Regions from separate parts of the Mus musculus genome. Here region 1 is linked to region 2. A link is a contact called in public HiChIP or PLAC-seq data. All regions are on one chromosome and are shown on one strand. Each heading gives the region's core, a stretch centred on a gene start, on an enhancer-like site or on the middle of the called end of the contact. The rest is flanking DNA. Distances are from core to core; before and after follow the strand shown. Region 1 overlaps Prkd3 (protein kinase D3). Region 2 holds the start of Cebpzos (CCAAT/enhancer binding protein (C/EBP), zeta, opposite strand).

Evidence for each region. HiChIP or PLAC-seq counts read pairs in DNA pulled down with a chosen protein or histone mark.
Region 1: an H3K27ac HiChIP or PLAC-seq map of embryonic stem cells shows a contact between it and region 2, with 8 read pairs. The contact joins the enhancer-like site here to the promoter of Cebpzos in region 2. A contact is called at or near these places in 1 of 39 promoter capture datasets (macrophages), 1 of 15 datasets of contacts at CTCF or cohesin (the NIH/3T3 cell line), 3 of 484 Hi-C or Micro-C datasets (embryonic stem cells, granulocytes and nephron progenitors), 3 of 115 datasets of contacts at active chromatin or transcription factors (all in embryonic stem cells) and 3 of 9 other capture datasets (adipose tissue, liver and pancreatic islet).

The regions. Positions count from the first base shown.
Region 1 is chr17:78,961,311-78,968,128 of GRCm38.p6, forward strand. Prkd3 (protein kinase D3) reads right to left here. Exons shown (of 19, transcript NM_001171004.1): 10 at 6,730-6,807; 11 at 4,865-5,141; 12 at 1,217-1,269. Among named protein-coding and RNA genes, the nearest start is that of Gm41622, 19 kb to the right of the region's middle. Within about 2 kb of position 5,036, at least 20 of the 459 cell types and tissues checked have an H3K27ac peak or open chromatin away from gene starts, as enhancers often do.
Region 2 is chr17:78,913,664-78,920,410 of GRCm38.p6, forward strand. Cebpzos (CCAAT/enhancer binding protein (C/EBP), zeta, opposite strand) reads left to right here and starts at 2,836. Exons shown (of 5, transcript NM_001177403.1): 1 at 2,836-3,030; 2 at 4,694-4,809; 3 at 5,393-5,437; 4 at 6,096-6,180; 5 at 6,314-6,747. The coding sequence starts at 4,695. The coding sequence ends at 6,178. It overlaps Cebpz (CCAAT/enhancer binding protein zeta), which reads right to left. Exons shown (of 16, transcript NM_001024806.2): 16 at 5,340-6,354. The coding sequence ends at 6,218.

The DNA.
Region 1 (6,818 bases), core at 3,786-6,285, 50 kb after region 2:
CAAAGGCTTTTTGGATTTTAGAGAAAGTTAGCCTGGCCTTACACTATGATTCAATATGCAACTTATATATAACTTATATACCTTATTCTTTAAGAATACCCTTAGGAGCTGGGTGTGGTGACACATGCCATTAATTCTAGCCTACCTTCTAGGCATAGACAGGCATGTCTGTGAGTTCAAGGCCAGCCTGGTCTACATAGACCTGTCTCAAAATAGAACCAAACCAACCAACCAAAAACCCTTCAGGGAAAAAAGATGCTTTGAGTTGAAAATAAATTTCATATTCAGTACTGACCTATAAAAAAATTAAGAACTAAGTTTTACCAAACACAAGACTGCTATCTTCGACTTAAAACATAAAAACAAAACCACAACAAAATCATTAGGCTAGGGTGATAGCTCAGCTTGTAAAGTGCTTGCTGTGCAAAGATCTTAGTTTGATACAGAACCTAGTTTTAAAAGAAGTGTGTGGTGCTTCATGCTTCTAATTCCAATGCAGGCAGGTGCGAGATGCTGATCCTGAGGCTGCTGGCCAACTGCCTAGTCAGTGAGCACCAAGCTCGTGAGAGACAGCACGCACACACGCGCGTACACACACACACACACACACACACGCACACGCACACGCACACGCACATGCACACACACACGCACGCACGCACGCATGCACGTTCCACACAGGGTGGAAGTTGCTCAGCAGGAGCGATGTCTGAGTTTCCCACATGTTCCTGCGACTCCTTGAAGAGTCTGGACCTGCCGAACACTGCATTAGATTTAAATTTGCCAAAAGAACAGAGGCCAGGGCAGTGGCTAGGCTACGTCCCTGTCTTCATAGAAGTTCTAACAGGTGACGGTTCTCCCCCCACTCCTTCTGAGTTACCTCATCAGGCAGGGTTTTCACTGGAGCATGGTGACAGTATGGTCAGATATGATTGGCCGAGGATTTAGGGGCTTGGGATTGGCTCACACACTGCCTATAAGCTTATGTGTACTGCACAGTGCTGCACAATAAACTCAGCTCTGCACCCTGATGCTGCTCTCCAGAGTCTGACTCCCAGGATTCGGGGTTCATCGTGTGACTCCATCACCTCTCACCTTCTGCCCTTGGTCCTGTTCCCACACTTGGGGATATAAACTTAATCCTGGTAAGATTTTCACATTAATTCCCTTATTTTAATTATTCGGTCTGCGCACATGGGATGTAATTATTACTTACGACATTCTCCTGAACCTGACAGTTAGACACGGAGATACTGGTAGCCAGATCTTCTGTACATAGAATGGAATATAAGAAAAACACAAAATAGTTAGTATATGACTTAATATTATTTCTTGGAAATCCATAGCTTATCAAACTTAAAATTACATCAATATAGATAATATATGCATTAAAATGTTATATACAATACTAACCCATCAACAAGAAACTGAGTAAATAAAATATGACACATCCACACAAATAATACTCTAAATATTTAATAAACAGCATAGATCTGTGACATAATGTCCTACTAAGGGCTCAGTATTAGAGCATCTGCCTACTATGTGTGAAGTATGAGGCCCTGCATTCAACAAAAGAGGAAAAAGCAAGTTCCAGTGTAGCAGTGTTTGAATTAAACTAAAAATGCTACTTCTGGTGAGTGAGTGATGTAGGCTCGGGAGCGAGGACTGTAATATTTGTATCTATACTGCTTATATTGTTTTAAAACACAAAAAGCATGTATCAGGACAGATGGCTCAGTGGTTAAGAATACTGGCCGATCTTTCAGAAGACCTGGTTTGAGTTCTAGCATCCATTGGGTGGCTCACAACCATTTGTAACTCTAGTCTCAGGGGATCCGATGTCCTTTTCTGGCCTCTGGGGGCATCGTTCACATATGTGGTACACAGACATATATGGAGGCAAAACACCCATGCACATTAAAAAAAAAAGAATTCATTACTTTCATTAAAAAGTTTAAATTAGATAAATTTACACAGTGGTAATGAAATATGCCTTCTATGTATTAAGAGTAGGTAAAAGGAATTTATAAAAAAAGACCTCAGAGTATATGACCTTATACTTCGAAAAAGGAAAAATAAAACAATGTAGTAGTTCGTCTGGACTCCCATCCTCCCAAGTCCTTCCCCAGTTAAGACATCTATAGCAAGTGGCTGACAACGGTCTCTTGAAGGCAGAGACAGGACTGAGATGGGATGGACCCTCATGTATCCCGGGGATTGCCTCAAGTCAGATGACATAGTCCCACAAAGTTTTGATGAGTTACTGTGGTAAATAAAGAAAGCAATAAGAAAAGGGAAATATGGAAACAAGACCAAAAAGCCATTAAGACAACCCAGAGAAACGAACCATGATGATTCCTTCACAACTGCACATACTAAAACACAGGACAGCACTAATATAAGCAAATTCTTCATTTCAAATAGTAATTCAGGTTGGGGAACGGCTTAGTATGCAAAAGCATTTGGATCCAAGTTTAATCCCCAGCACCTGTTTTAAAAGGCCAAGTCTGGCCTTGTGCAGCTTTGTGCGGTGCAGAGAGAGGAGGATTAAGAGAGCTTGCTGCCTAGTCAGTCTAGCCAAAGTCTAGTCCATTTCAGTGCTCTCCAGGGAATCAGCAGCGAATAGAAAAGGACCTGATACTCTCCTCTGGTCTTGTCCTCAGGTGTACACGTGTGTACACACACACACACGAGAAACTCTTATTTAAAAATATTAAGCCACTTCAAAAATATTTTATGTCATTCAAATCATCTTTTTTTTTTTTTTTTTTCCCCTGAGACAGGGTTTCTCTGTGTAGCCCTGGCTGTCCTGGAACTCACTCTGTAGACCTCGAACTCAGAAATCCGCCTGCCTCTGTCTCCCAAGTGCTGGGATTAACGGCGTGTGCCACCACTGCCCAGCTCCAAATCTTCTACTTTTTTAGGGAATAGTCTTGACTATGTAACCTAGGCTGTCCTGGAACTCCCTATGAAGGCCATGTTGGCTTCAAACTCAAAGACATCACCTTCCCTCTACCTCCTGGAGTGCTGCAATTAAAGGAGCATACCAGTACACCAGTAAGTAATTTAAAAATTTAAGACTGATCAAGGAAAAGCACACCAGCAAAATGACTGTGCCTGCCAATGCCTTTCTAGTGGTTTGTTTCCTAGTTTCATTATTTTCTTTTCTCTCAATGGCCTCCTCTATCTGGATCCATCCAGCTTTAATTTCTCTCAGTTTCAGACAAAATGGGAATATCAGTTAAGTCTTGGGCACGCTGCCCAGTGCACTGTGTGTATTTATTATTCCTCCCACTTTGGATGCAGAACACTGGAGCCCAAGATCACACAGCATGGTGAGCAGCAACTGTGTGCATTTTCCCTCATCTCCCCTCTTACTCTAGGATTCTGCCTTAGAGACTTTTAAGCAAGCCTTTGGAAGTTAAGAATAAAATGTGCATGTATGTCTCTAATGTTTCTGGGGAAAGGCTCCTAGTTTTGATGAAATGCTAGTGCTGTCTAAACTGCCCAGAACGTAAACCCTGTTAGCCATGCATCCACCCACCCATCCCTCCTCAGGCGTACCAAAGGCTGCACATGACTCCAGCCTTCACACTCGTGATTACACCTGTCTCCCCAACAAAAGCAGCACTACCCCTTCTACCTTTTATTTACCTCTGCCTATCCTACCCTTGACTGCAGGCCAAATTCCAAATCAAGTTTTCTACTATGAAGCCCTGCTTCTCCTAGCCACACCTCAGTGTCTACAGTAAAACCTTCCTGATTTCGTCCCTGCATTGCATCTGCTGCTGCTTAACAGTCAAGTACTCATCTCCCCTAAGTAGCGTCTATCATTTCTCTCTTGAATTTTAGTTTTAGACCTAACGTAATGCATGAAACAGTTGCATAAAATAATACAGGTAAGCTGAGATAAATTGCATTTGGAAAGTGGCTGATACTTATTTTAATATAAATATATTTGTCCAATGATGATGTTTCTCTATAATTCTCTATGGATATAATTCCAATAAGGTAAAAGCTGTATTAGACTCTAATATTTTTTAACGATTAAATAAATATTCATTCAATTTGGGTTTAAAGTTTTGTTGGAATAATAGTATTCTTTAATATTCTCTCCCCCACCCCAAACCCCATTTTTCCTGAGTCAGGATCTCACTATATCCCTGGCTGATACTCACAGACCAGACTGGCCTCTAACTTATAGATCTACCTGCCTCTGCCTCTTCAGTGTTGAGATTAGAAGCGTGTACCACCATGGCCACTTCAATATTTTTAAATTTCTGTCGTAATTCATTTAAAAGTAACATCATTCTGACCTATCAGATTTTATGAGTATACTGTAAACATGATACTTTATGTCAGCACACGCACACACACAAAAATCCCAAAACAAAAAGCAATTCATACACACTAAGCTGCTAAGCACTGTGGTACTATTCTTTGTCTTACAGACTGGATCCACTCAACGCTAACAATTCCACAGTAGCTACTATTATAGAACAGCAAAAAAATTACCCACCTCAGATCTGACAGCAGGCTGGGAGATGCAGAGTTTAAATGTAAGGAGATGAAGGTAGCTAGCTGTGAATATATATATCCTGGAGCCAACACACACACACACACACACACACACACACACACACACACACACACACACACACACACACACACAAATACTCTCTCTCTCTCACATATGTGTATATGAATGATACTCAGCATAACTTCATAAAGGTATTAACTAATGGTATTGGCAATTAAAGACAAAACTTAAGCATTAAAGATAGAATGAAATAGCACAGCCACACAAGTGTATCTGCAAATGTTTAAAATGAAACGAAGCCACCAATGTGCTTCCACTTACTGTGGTCCTTCCCTTGCCCCGGAGAAGTGCAAACACTTGCTTGAGGAGTGACAGGCATGAGGGCCTGGCGAATTGCTTTTTCCCAGCTCTGCGCCACATCTAGTCCCACTCCAGTGGCAGCGAGAACAGGATTATGAGAGCTGCTCCCATTGTTCTCACCAACAAAGTATACCACGGTATCGGTGATGATTTCAAAACAGTGTGGGTTACTGCCTTGTGAAATGCTGGTGAAATCTTGCGGTGAAGATACACGGAGAATTTCTGAAAGTGGAATTTCCTGTAGTAAAAAAGTTGAACACTGAAAAACTATGAATAAACACTTATCTTTATTTCTAAAATACACTAGAAGCAAAGATAAGCATTTCTATGAATGCCACTAAGTCCAACACACTATACAGCATATGGATTAGGCAGCCAAGTATTATGGTATGTCTGTCTTAAATGACTTGACTGTTCAGTAATGCTAGAGGCAGGTCACGGAGTGTTAGACTCGGGGCATGGGAGATGTGTAAAGTGCTTACAACCATGTGGACCTGTCAGGTCCCCAGAGCTAAGGGGTAGCAGGCAGGGACAGATGGATCTGGGAAAGCTCACTGGCCAGACAGTCTATCCAGAACAGTGAGCTTATTCCAAAAAATAAGGTGTGTGTGTGTGTGTGTGTGTGTGTGTGGGTGTGTGTGTGTGTGTGGGTGGGTGGGTGGGTGGGGGTTGAGAGAGGCTCAGTGGTTAAGAGCACTTTCTACTTTTGCAGAGGACTTGGGTCCGTTTCCCAGCATCCACGTGGCAGCTCACAACTACCTGTAATACTAATTCCAGGGGACCCAATACCCCATTCTTGTAACTAAGGGCATCAGACATACACATACATTCAGGCAAAACACTCATACACACATACAAAAACAAAAAACAAAACAAAGCCTTATACTTCAAAAAAGAGAAAGAAAGAAAGAAAGAAAGAAAGAAAGAGAGAGAGAGAGAGAGAGAGAGAGAGAGAGAGAGAGAGAGAGAGAGAGAGAGAGAAAGAGGAAGGAAGGAAGGAAGGAAGGAAGGAAGGAAGGAAGGAAGGAAGGAAGGAAGGAAGAAAAAAAGAAAGGACAGACGGACGGACAAACGAAAGAGACATCTGGCATCTGCCTCTGCCCCTACATAGATACTGTGTGTGCACAGGTGCAAGTGCATGTACACACACACACACACACACCCTACACAATGAAATGCTATAGCAGGTCTTCACGATGTTGGAAGAAAAGCATCTAGCAGGATAGTCTGCCTCCACATCCAACACCTGCAGACTAACGTCTGTCGGTACCACTCATTAGCTGCATCTCCTGTGACCACACTTCTGGAAGCATAACCCTTAAGCTGAGCAAGCACAAATAATGGCTGGGGGCTGGAGAGGTGACTCAGCACTCAAGAGCACTGGCTGCTGTTCCAAAGGACCTAGGCCCAATTCTCAGCACCCACATGGTAGCTCACAACTGTCTGTAATTCTAGTTCCAGAGGATCTGCTACCCTCACACAGACATAAATGCAGGTAGGACACCAATATGCATAAAATAAAAATAAATAAAGTTGCTTAAGCATTCCTTCTCGTCCATACATTGGCCTAAATTATTATTTAACGTTTAGTCCAAGTAATAGGCCAAAACCAGACAACTTATTTATTTTTTTTGGTGTGTAGTGTGTGTGTGTGTAAAATGGAAGTGGAGGGCAGTTGCTTCAACAAGGACTTAACGATGACCTCTATTAGGCAGTCATAATAAGTACATTTACATAAAAATGAAGTTAACCATACAAAACTTTACGAAACAAAAAAAAATCAGTATCACAATATTTTAACATTTTATAAAATGCAAAATCCTTACCTTATAATACTTTGATCCAGATTCATTTTGAAACAATGTTAGACATTTACTGTCAAGTCTCCAATAATGTCTCTTTCTCTATTGAAAAC
Region 2 (6,747 bases), core at 1,586-4,085:
TATAACTGACAGGCAACCTATCTACTTGACTGAAAACAGAGTTGGAAGTTTACCAAGATATTTTTTTTTTCTGGGAATTTTGAAATCTGCTTTAAATTCATTAATTTTTAAATTTATGCTATGTGTTTGAATGTTTTGGCTGCATGCATGAGCATGTACCACATGTGTGCCTGCTGCTTTTGGAGGTCAGAAGAGAACATTGGATCACCTGGAGCTAGAGTTGTTGAACTAGGGTTGCTTGGGCGCTGGGAATTGAACTCAAGTCCTCTGCAAGAAAAACAAGTACTCTATACTGCCTAGCCATCTCTCTAGCCACTCAAATTCTTGTAGTGAAAAGGTCAGCTCAGGAACTTTGGGAAGGTTATGACACCCCTCCACCCCCCCCAAGCCCCCCCACCCCCCAGACAAGGGAGAAGCTAATTAGCATTTCTTAGACCACAGGGTAGCAACGGACCTGTGGGTGGGTGGGGACACATTCCGCAGGACTGACTGTTGCTCACTTTCAAACAAGGTGAAGTCCTTGTCACCTCATTCCCTAAAGACTAATCAGTTTAAAGGGTGCACTGTTCTGCCAATCATATTGTGCCGAGTTGCTAATGCTCTGTTCTGCCCCTGGAAACCTTATAAAAACAGCCTAACTGGTGATGGTGGTTGCTGCCTGTCCTTCGGGTCTGGGATGACCCCAGTGCACTGGAACAATAAATTCCTCTTGCTTTTTGCAGCGATCCTGGCTCCACATGGTTCACTTAGGGGGATCCCTGGTAAGAATGCTAAATCTGTATGGTAGCTTGCCTCATCAAGTTCCGCAGTAAATTCAGTTTTGAGACCATAAGCAACTTGATCACATGTCTCAAGTAATAAAATCTGTTTATCATTTGGTTTTAACTTTGTCATCTTATTTATGAAAAGTAAATGATTTAGTTTTAGTCAGTGTCAATGTTTTAAAAGAACTCCTGGGACTGGTGCTTATTTATTCCTTCATTCCATGAAACCCACGGTTTTGAGGATTTTCATAACATACATTTGTCATGCTTTTGTGCATACATGTTCTTGATGTGCTGTATAATGATACTCCATTACATGTAAGCACAGGGTGGCTTTTGCATCCTCTTCTATTGGTTTTACAAATGTGTTTCTCTCTTTTACCTGCCATTAATGGGGTATCAACCAAAGGAGATATATTGATGGTGGACAAAGAAAATGGGCTTAACATATATTTTATTGCGCCATATAAGTTCCTTGATTTAGTTGTGTCTTCTAAGGACACTAAATACATCATTTTTGGATGACATTGCATTTGTCAAAAAGACCACTAATAAAAATGGCTAGTTGAGCCATGTCTTTGTCATTGCGTTATTGCTCTTAAGAGACACCACAACCAAGGCAATTCATAAAGAAAAAGGACTTAATTGAGAGCTGACCTACAGTTTCAGAGGTAATTTACTGTCTACTTGGTGGAGCTGGAGAAGTCGCTGAGAGCTCTACAGTCTGATCCATAGGCAAAGAGAAAGACTGGGTCTGGTGTGGACTTTTGAAACCTCAAATCACACCCCCAGTGACACACTTCCTTCAACAAGGCCACACCTTGCACCTTGTTGAATCCTTATAATCTTTTTGACACTTGTACTCCCTGGTGTAACTTTAATTTTTCCAAATCCCATTTAAAAAAAAATATTTATTATTATATGTAAGTACACTGTAGCTGTCTTCAGATGCACCAGAAGAGGGCGTCAGATCTCATTATGGTTTTGAGCCACCATGTGGTTGCTGGGATTTGAACTCAGGACCTTCAGAAGAGCAGTCGGTGCTCTTAACCACTGAGCCATCTCTCCAGCCCTCAAATTCCATTTTTAATGATGGTTTTTAAACACTTTAACCTTCCTTGTAACCCACCACTCACCAGAGGTAGTGGGAAAGAAAGGATACGGGGGGGGGGGGGGAAGTGGAACTGTTTAGAAAGGTTCTTTGGAGCAACTCCCTTCTGTGTTGTCTGGAAATCAGTTCAGTTCACAGGTTAGCAGGCAGCGGTAGTTGGATCCACTGGCAAACACCTCATGGATACAGTTCTGTAGAGTCAGGTTAGCAACAGCAGTGACATGTCCAGATGTTCGAATCAACAGTCGGAACCAACAGGAACAGGGAATCGAAGATGCAAGATCCATAAGTGTTGCACAGTTAGCTGTACCAGTGAGCCAAGTCAAGCCAAGCCAAGCTAAGCTAAGCCAAGCCAAGCCACTCCCCCTCCCCCAATTTCCATTATGTTTACCTTGAACGTTTTGTTGGGCAGCATTCATAGCTTCCTGTGTTTGCTTGTTTGAGACAGGGTTTCTCCGTGCAGCCCTGGCTGTGGATCTCTGAGGACAGACTGCATTTTAATAAAAGTGGATATAGTCTGACATTCCAGGCTTTGTCATGCACGTGGTCCCTCTTTAGGCATTCCTATGCCCCATCTCCTATCTTTCCTTCCCTTAGGTCAGCCCTCTTCTTGACTATTGGGCAGCACCTAGGCACAGCGCTTCTCACCTTTAATGTGTAAAGGAATTGTCTAGGAACCTGGCTAAAGGGCAAATCCCAATTTAGGGTCCCACTTTTCTGGCCACTCTCTGGCGATGGGTTGTTCCCGTTCTGATACATTTTGGGTTTAGAGTGGGAGAGACGATCCATGTGCAGAGTTTGGAGATGGTGTCCTGGGTTCAAATGTGAATTCTTTTACTTGGGTGTGACCGCGGGCAGGATAACCTTGCCTAAACGATACCAGCTTCCCACAGCTAGTTAGGTCAGGTTCCTCTGTGGGGCGTGGCTAAAGCTGGGGGCGTGGCGCTAAGACCGTGCGCTTGCGCAGTCGGGTTGCGGAGGCCTCAGGTAAGGACCGGGCAGTGTTTCTTGTCCTCTGTTCCCCAATGTGTGGCGCGTGGGGTCTGTGACATTCTTGGGTGTGGGGAACACTCGAGCGAGCCCGCCCCGCAGGCGCAGGAGCGCGAGCGTTTCCGGGTCGCCGAGCCGCGACGCATGCTGGGACCAGGACCCCGGGTAAGGCTGGGTGCTCGCTGTTGGATCCTTGCAGGGCAGCAGCCCCCGGTCGCAGCGCCGCCTTTCCTCCCTCGGGCCTACACTGGAGCACACGCAGGGTTGCTTCTCCTGCGCTGCAGCCCCAGGCGCTCCTGTGCAACAAGGCTCCGTGGTCTTTGGTCTCCCTGAGCCATCTTGTCTGGACAGTGTGTCTCTGGTGACAAACGTGCTTTATTATTAAGTAGACAAGTCCCGAAGCGCAGGGCTTTGGAATGTGGCACGTCCATCAGTTTTTAAGAAATTAAGTGTTTTATTAATATCATTATTTGGACTGTTTGATATCTTAGCATCACTCTCTTCCAATCAAAAAAGATTTCGCTCAGATCCCGTAAGTTGTGGAACAGGATGCAGGCAGGTGTGCCCTGTCCTCGCCCTGAAACCTTAAAACCGCCCTTGAGAACTTAGAACTGAGCGGGACCGTCAGTGATTTAGCAGAGTACTGGGAAATCGAGGAACACAGCTGTCCCTTCTGCCTCCTCCCCAGTTTTTTATTTGCTTCGTTTTAAAAATGAGAATAATACAGTTTTTTTTTTTTCTGGTCCCTGAGTAATTCCCATTACTAAAGTGAAAAACGAACGTTGGAGGAGGGACACATGGTAACAGAGTCCAAGGCGAATCCTGATAGTGTTTAATTATTTTCATGCTTAGATACCATGAAAGGGACGTAAAAGCAGGGGAAAGGACTGGCTGATCCTGAACATTAAAGAACAGCCTGTCTCAGCATTGAGCAGTGGGAAAATATCAGAATATTAGATCAAAAGCTTAGTAGTTTGGGGTTATAGGGAGTTAGTTATAAAGCCTGAGCTACCTTTTGCATATTTAGCAAGACAAAACCTTATTTACTGGATAACGGTTCTTCAAAGACACCTTCTTTTGACTGTTGGAAACTGAGCCTACTACTCATGCTAATAGCTTGCATGCTCCCGTTCTCGGTTTGTCTCTGCGTACAGGGGGGAAGACTTCAGTTACTCGAAGCTTTGCCATGGACTGGGTCACCACCAGTCAACTTCTCCCCCATGGGCCAGGGCTTTGTATAAAACCTGGAGTGACTTCACGGGGGGGGGGGGGATTACTGGGGTGCCTGCCACCCTAGTCTTGCTGAATCAGGATCTGGGGACTGGGAAGTGGTCTGAAGGCTTAGGAACGCACGCTGCTTTGGGGATGGTGCATTGAAGTGTTCCAACACTGAGACTGCCTTAGAGCCAAGACTGGTTTGCTACCGTCTGGTTTCATATCCGTCTAGGAAAGGCATGAACTGTGGTGCAACTTAACAAAAGTACCTTCCTCTTGCAGGGCAGTCTCCAAAAGGGCCTTCCAATGCTGTTCCTATTATTAGACTGTATTATAATTCCTAGGTCAGCTAAAAAGTTTCTCTCTAACAGACACTAAAAAGCCTTAGTTCCTCCAGTTTTGCTTTGTAAAGAGCTCTATACCTTCTCAGAATTTCTGTGGTTTATCACACTCCTTAGGCATGGAGATCGGAAACTGCATGTAGGAATGTCTAAACGAAACACATACTACCCTTGAGGTTCATACAAGCACTGAGACTGGGGGTGGAGGTTTTTCTTTATAGATGTGGCAACAGAAATCTAAACATGCTCATCCATCCATGTTGTTAATGTAGGATGGCTCGGATCATGGAACCGCTGGCGAGGAAGATCTTTAAAGGAGTGCTAGCAGCTGAGCTTGTGGGTGTCGCTGGAGCTTACTGTCTGTTTAAAAAGATGCACTCCAGCCAAGGTAAACTCAGCTCAGCAATTGTTTTCTAGCAGGGGATGCACTCAATGTTGGTGACATTTCTGGGCAAAAATGTTTCTTGAGACTGAAGGTATCGGACGTTTTTATGGGCAGGAGGGGAGCGAGGCTGTTATTGTACCTGCAGACTAGGAGTGTCTGGGTTTTACCTGGGAAGGGTAGAACAGACGTCCCTATTCTGGCTCAGAACTGAACGGAATGGGTGGAGGCAGCTCAGCCTGCCCGTCATACTTACTTGTAGAAAAAGCTAACACCGCTGTGGGCAGTGATGGTGCACACCTCTCCCAGAACTCGGGAGGCAGAGGCAGGTGGATCTATGTGAGTTCGAGGCCAACCTGGTCTACAGTGATTTCCAGGACATCTAGGGCTACTGTGAAACCCTGCCTTGAAAAACAAAAACCAAACAAAACGATAAAGGCTATATTTTAAGATGAATGTAATTTGTATACTATCCTGTAAGATTTACTTCTTGGATTAGTAGATGGACCTTAGTACAAAATGCTAATAGACACTAATATACTAAATTGTTGTTTAATATGTTAATACAGTGATTTTTTTTTAATATCAGATTTCAGACAAACAATGAGCAAGAAATTTCCATTCATTTTGGAAGGTATGTTTTTCTTCAAGTAAAAATTCAAGTGTGAAACAACCTATAGATTCTGTGATGTTTTTACAACTTTAGAGCAAGTGACCTTATTTTGTTATTGGTTTCAAACACTAGTTGCTTCCTGGGACCACACAGTAAGGACTCACACCTATTACTTAGATGAGAACAGCTAGCTCTTGTTTTAATCCTTATTCCCCTGTTTACTGATCAACCTGCAGGCTTTATAAACAATGGACAAAAGTGCTGTCACTGAGTTATATACCCCACGTGCCAGCTGGAGTTTTCATTCGTTCAGTGGTTAAGATTATAGATTCCAGAGCGAGACCTAAGGGTTGGGACGGGCACAAACCATAGTTACTGCTGTAAAGACTGTTTTCCTCCGGTGTACTATGTTCTCAGAGATACTGCTTTCTCTTGGGGAGAGCCAACGCTGACCCTGATAGTTAGAGTTGACCACAGTGACATCATGCACTTAGCCTAAGCATGGTACCTGGTCCCGGACAAGCAGCCCATCACAGAGGTCTGGAGAGTGGTTACAGCTCCCGTGTGGACATGGAGCCCCGCTGTCCTTTCGTTTGCTATGTAGCAATATGGAAGAATTCTTTCACTATAAGTTTAAATTTTGTGTAATTTTATAAATGACAGTACTTTGTTTCCACAGTTTATTACAAATCCATTGAACAGTCTGGAATGTATGGAGTTAGAGAGAAAGATGAGGAAAAATGGTTGACTAGCAAAAACTAAGGGTAAGTATAATCTTAATTTATTGTCACCCTGAAGATGTCACTTCCTCTGCCGTTTGGGTTTCTGAGGGGCTTTCATCTTCTTCCTGAAATTTTTCTTTTTCTTGATGATACTTTTCACATCTCTGTTGTGCAGCCAGTCATCTCGCTCAGCTTCCCACTTGAGCTGTTTGAAACCTTTGAGGGGAGACGACAGATGAGTCTGTACCCGGGACTCCACAGACGCTCCCTGACCGTAACTGCAGGCCTGCGGCTTCCCACCCACTGTTTGCTGCTCTCCTCTACTGGATAGTTGAGGAATTTACAAGTGAAAATATAGGATTTATACTGGAAAGATTTTTCTTTTCTATTTTATGAAAGAATAGAAACTAGTGATTATAACATCAGGAATAATTACAAAGTCTTCAAGCATGTGAGAGTACACCTTTAGCTAAGTCTAAATAAAACAGACAGACTCTTGAAGAAATAACGTGTGTGGGTCTGCAGTTTGTGTGTGTGGTTTAAATGCCTTGCTATGTGACAAACATCCTGCCACTAAGGACATCTTCAGGGAAGTACCATTTAAATGAC